2 separate regions of the Anas platyrhynchos genome follow, and region 1 is linked to region 2. The links are chromatin contacts, called in public Hi-C maps. All regions are on one chromosome and are shown on one strand. Each heading gives the region's core, a stretch centred on a gene start, on an enhancer-like site or on the middle of the called end of the contact. The rest is flanking DNA. Distances are from core to core; before and after follow the strand shown.

Evidence for each region. Hi-C and Micro-C count contacts between places; a contact is called where the count stands out from the background.
Region 1: a Hi-C map of skeletal muscle shows a contact between it and region 2, with 2.8 times the contacts expected there. The contact joins the promoter of GOLGA7 here to the promoter of AP3M2 in region 2. A contact is called at or near these places in 2 of 8 Hi-C or Micro-C datasets (liver and skeletal muscle).

What each region holds. Positions count from the first base shown.
Region 1 is chr23:310,310-313,009 of IASCAAS_PekinDuck_T2T, forward strand. GOLGA7 (golgin A7) reads right to left here and starts at 1,358. Exons shown (of 5, transcript XM_027443514.3): 1 at 1,135-1,358; 2 at 15-167. The coding sequence starts at 1,245.
Region 2 is chr23:164,638-167,337 of IASCAAS_PekinDuck_T2T, forward strand. It overlaps AP3M2 (adaptor related protein complex 3 subunit mu 2), which reads right to left and starts at 1,366. Exons shown (of 9, transcript XM_027443582.3): 1 at 994-1,366. The coding sequence starts at 1,266.

The DNA of each region.
Region 1 (2,700 bases), core at 108-2,607, 150 kb after region 2:
CAGAAGAAACGCACCTTTTCATAATGTGTTTCCATGCACAAGAAGATAGTATAGGCAGTCAGACAGGCCAGACACCCTTCAAGATAAGATTGGCCCCCAAGTTTTTCAGCTTCTGCATAAAGGTTATTCAGCGTCCGGACAGTCTCTTCAAACTGCTGCCTATCAATCTGCAACAGAAAGTCAAGTTTAGCCATCACACCACACCCTCCGCATTCCAGAACTCACCAATACCTCCAGATATCTGCCTTCATTTATCGCTGTTTGTGCTTCCATGTGTTTTTAGACGCATCACCTACTAACATTTTAAACAGACACTGTGTTTAGAGCCAAAGTCTGGAGGATTCATAGTTACAGGCCAGTAATTCTCTGTTAAATAGCCACCAAACGATTAGAGCCAGTCTGAATTCCAACACAATCTGAATGTAAAGCCATTAAGAGTTAAAAAAAAAAAACAAAACCTACATCAAAGTGCAATTTAAATGAAGGTGGAAAAAAAAAATGGGTTATTTAACACACATACAAAGGTCTGGTAGATTAAGAAGAGCATTTAATAAGTGAATTGATTGAGCTAACTTTTGATGTCAATAATTCCTTGCTGGTCCTGAAATGTTGGGCAAACAAGCCCTCTATAGGACGACATAGAACACGCAAAAAACAATGAACAAAAACAAAGAAGAAAAAACACAAAGAGGGGGAGAAAAGCCATCAGCAAGGCGCAGCTGTTCTGTCACTCGTGCAGACACCCCCTCAGTGCACACGACGCCAAAGGAAGACCCCGGAGATGCTCCTCGTGTGCGGGCACAGCGCCCGCCGAGCCGCTCTGCGCGGTGCCACAAGGCAGGCGTTATTCCCGGGCACACACCGAGCCCGTTCTGCTCCGCTCGCACCGAACGCGGCTGCGCTGGGCGGCCCCGCGGATCGCGCAGCGCCGAGGGGCGGCAGCGGCCGCCTCCCACGCGTTTTCCCCGCCCGTTCCCGAGCCCACCGAGCGGCACCGACCGCACGCCCGGACCCCGACACCCGGCGGCCCCTCCCGAGGCCTCGGCACCGCCCGGCGGGGGACGGGGCCCGGGGCCCGGGGACGGGGCCCGGGGCCCGGGGACGCCGCCCCCTTCCCCCCCCCCCGGCCCTCACCCGGTTCTCCAGCTCGGCCGGGAACTTGCTCTGGAACTGGCAGCGCGTGCCGCCGCTGTAGTCGCGCTGGATGAACACCTTGCCCGACACCGGCGCCTGCTGCGGCCTCATCGCGCCGCCCGCAGCGAGCCCCCCCCCGCCGCTCCCCGCCCCGCTCCGCCCGGCGCCGCCTGCCGCAAAGGCCCGGCCGGGGGCGGGACGAGGGCGGAAGTGCCGCGCCGCGCACGCGCCGCCCCTTCGCCGGCCCCAGGGAGCGGCAGTGCGCAAGCGCTCGGCCGCCTCGCCGGGCCTCTGCGCGTGCGCGCGCACCGCCCGCGCCCCATTGGCTGCGTGGCGATCACTGCCCCCGCCCCGTCACCTCACCCGGGCTGTCGCCCCGCCCCCCAGGTTGTAGCCCCGCCCCGATACCGGAGACACGCCCCCTGGCCCCATAGCCCCGCCCCCCTGTGCCATAGCCCTGCCCACTGTGCTATAACCCCGCCTCCTAATGCAATAGCCCCGCCCCCCGCTGCCGTATCCCCGCGCAGGGTCCTGCCGCCCGCCGGTGGCTCTGAGCGGGGCTCTCCCAGCGCTGCGGCCGCCCCCGTGCCCGTTGCCGGGGGTGGGGGTCGTTGTTTGTCCCCTGCCAGCTGCACCGCAACGCAACAGGGCAGCCACGCGCGCAGGGACGGTTGATTTGGTTGATTTGGTTGATTTGGTTGATTTGGTTGATTTGCTGAGTTTTTCACAGCACAGAACGAGCAGGCTCCGTGCCGTGCCCCAGACCGGAGCAGCAACGCTGCAGCGATAAAAGCAGCGAGCAGCACCCGGGGACACAGCGGGAGGGTGGCCCCGGCGGGGGCTGGCGGGTGGAGCCTCACGGCCAGCTGGGGACGGGGCTGAGCTGTCCCCAGCGTCCCTGCTGCAGGCTCGTGGAGGGGCTGGGGGGAGCTGGGGGCACCCCGGCCTTTGCTGGGGCCCGGGCACTCCTCGTGCTAAACACGTTGTGCATGGGGGAACGACGCCTCTGTCTTGCTTAGGGAAGAGATTAAAGGGAGGGGGGGGAGGAAAGGAAAGAAATCCAGCAAAGCGGTGAGCTGCCCCGGGAACCGGGCTATCAGCTGCTGCTGAGCTCACCTCACCCTCCAGCCCCCCCTCTCCCATAGGAACAGCCTGAACTAATTAACCCTCTAGCACTCCATAATGAAGGCTAATAAACACCTAATGGGGTTGCTTGAACAAACAATCTCCTCGAAGGCTCTAGGAAACTCCAAGTCACTTGGGGGAGCCTGGGGAAGAGCAGGGAGTGCAGTGCTGGGTCCCCCCGGACCCATGCATCGCGGCGTGCTGGCGGGCTTCTGTGGATGGGTTTGTTCGGGATTGTGAGCCCAAATTCTGAAAGAAGCGCGCTCAGAAATAATCTGCTGTAAATACTGTACCAGATGGACTGCATCTTCCTAACCTTTAGCTTGTTCCAATATGCAAACAGTTAAGATCATGATGTTAACATTTTCTCAGATGTTTTATGCGTGTATAAAATATTCTAAAAGAATGTGCTTTTGAATGCAGAGTTTGATCCAATTACAA
Region 2 (2,700 bases), core at 116-2,615:
TTCCTGCGGCACGTTTTTGGCCTGAACATGAAAGAGAGCTGACTTCCATTTCAACAGAAGTAACTCAGATTGATTGTAATAATGCTTATAACTAGTTACTCCAATACTGATCATGGCTACAAAAAAGAACTGCAGAATGATGGCTGGGAATGCAACTGTCACAACGTTCTTTGGAATTTCCAATTAAATTACTTTTCCATGCAAGCCATGTCTAGCCAAATAGCTCAGCAGAGCATGAGAACCAGTCTCAGGCAACCTAAAGAAAATATAACAGGTCTCACCAACAAAAAGTCAAACACAAGAAACCCTGTGCTGCTTGGATTCAGATCCCGGGGATTAAACAAAAACAGTCAATCCAAGCACTGAGCTCAATGAAAGATGACCCTGTGCCTACAACGAGCCATGGCCTGACCGGCACTTGGAAGCGAAGCTCATGTGATGCTCATTTGACCGAGCACTCACATGTCCTGTACTCTGGTAGGACGCCGGTCACGAGCCATTTCAAATCCAGACTGCACAATCGCACTGCTGGCACGCAGAAGAGGCCCGTTCTGCCTTTTACATCCCCAGAGTGAGTGGCACTCGTGCCAACTACAGCACAGAGGAAACACAGCTGCTCTGAGGCAACCGCTGTCACCGCTTTCTTCAGGGAGCACGAGACCCTTCCGAGAAACACCATCGGATGTAAGCCGGCGGGCGGGCTGCCACCGACTGCCTCGAGCACCGGAGCTGCACGAGCTCTTTACCGAGCAGCCCGGCTCGGTCGCGTTCCGCAGCTCCTCGCAGCCGCGAGACCGCAAAGCAGCAGCGCAGCTCTCGGCTGCCGCGGGGCCGTGCCGGCTGCCTGCGGATCCGCCCCGGGCGGCCCCTGCCGACCCCGCGAGCTCTCCGGACCCGCGGGAGCCCCCGGCTGGCGCAGGACGGGCGTCGAGAGGCGGCGAAAGGCGCAAAGCAGCCGCGGCCCTCCCACCCCCCCCCCCCCCCCGGCCGCACCTGGAAGGTGTCGACGACGCGGTGCAGGAACTCGATGACGAAGAGCGGCGGCACCTCGCTCTGGATGACGGCCACGAAGAAGATCTTGTGGCGGTAGACGCTGAGCAGGCAGTGGTGCGGCGTGGCGATCACCGGCGGCACGTTCTCCGCCTCCGAGGCCCTCTCCTGCGCCTCGAAGAAGTAGTCGCAGACGGAGCGGCTGACGGCGCTCTTCCAGTGCTTCTCCAGGAAGATGTCCCCCGCGGCGTTGATCAGGAACAGGCTGTGGATCATGGCGGCGGCCGGCGCCGCGGCCGGGCCGAGCCTCCGCTCGCCTCGGCCCCGCTCCTCCGCCCCCCGCCGGCCCGGTCCCGGTCCCGGCCCCGCCCCCTGCCCCCCGAGGCCCCGCCCCCCGGCGCGCGGATTGGCAGCGCCGAGGAAGAGCCCCCCCCCCCCCCCCCCCCCCCGCGGCCTCTCGGGGCGGGCTTCGCAGCGAGCGCCCCGATTGGGCGGCCCGCTGACGGCCGAGCCCGATAGGCCGAGGAGAGGCGCGCGGCTGATGACGCACGCGGAGCGGCCTGCCTGGGCCGCAGTCAGCCTGGAAGGCGAGCCCCGCGCTGCGTCTCCCGCAGGCCGCGGGCAGAGCCGCCGGGAGGGGGCGCCCCGGCCCCACAGCGCCCGGGGCCCCCTCGCCCGCCCCCGCCCCCCCGCCGTGCGGGGCTCGCCCCGGCCTCGCTGTCCAGCGGAGCGCAGAGCCCGCGGCCTCCTGCGGCGGCAGGCCGAAGGGGGACGGAGCCTCTCCCTGACTCTCTCTGAACTTGGTTCTTCCCGCGGCAGACGCCTGTCTGTACAGCCTGCGGCCCGCTGCCGCAGCGAGGAGCAGCCGGTCGGATGTTTTCCACCGCGCTGTTCTGGGCTTGCTCACCACGGAGCAGTGGCACAGCTGCAAACACAACCCGGCCGCAGTCAGAACGACAGCTGCCATGCACAACGCAGCTACGTCCTAGGCTGAGTGACTCCGTTGCACATCTAAGACAGGTGACTTGTGTACACAGAGCAGATCTCTCGTCTTCTGCGTCAAGCAGATGCCTTTGCCAATAATTCCCTGATTTCACTACCTTATAGTCCAAAAGGGCCGCTCCCATCAACTACTGTGAGAACAAACGTAAATACAATGAAAAAGCCCTTTTGATACCATGAAATAATCTGTCTGAGCATACAACCTTTATTACAGGGAAAGGAAGGTGACAGACTACTGGTTAGGACTGCTGCAAAAGCACTGAAAGACTCGGATCCAAGTCTCCACTGCTAACTGTTCTACAATGTTGTGGGCGTATCTCTCCGACAGTTATACTAGCAGGTTTGGAAGATGAGTAAACAGGATGGATTGACCATGTCAGAAAAAAAAAAAAAAGGCAGCACCATTTAAAGTTTAAATTAGATCTTTTTTGTACTATTTTCCCCCCAAACGGGGCAGAGGTCAGACTGTTTACTCTGATGTTACCTTTTATTAAGTCAACATGCACTAGGTGAGCTTTTTTTACTATACCAGAAATAAGGGACAACTGACCTATACATTGGTTTATCATTTACACTCATTATATGTTTCAAGTGCATTTTGAAGATGTTTTTTAAATGTCTAATTCAAATTACTGAGATGAATTATGCATTTCAGAGCAACAAAGTGGTATAAATTTTTCATTTAATTACAGCATTCTGTTATAAATT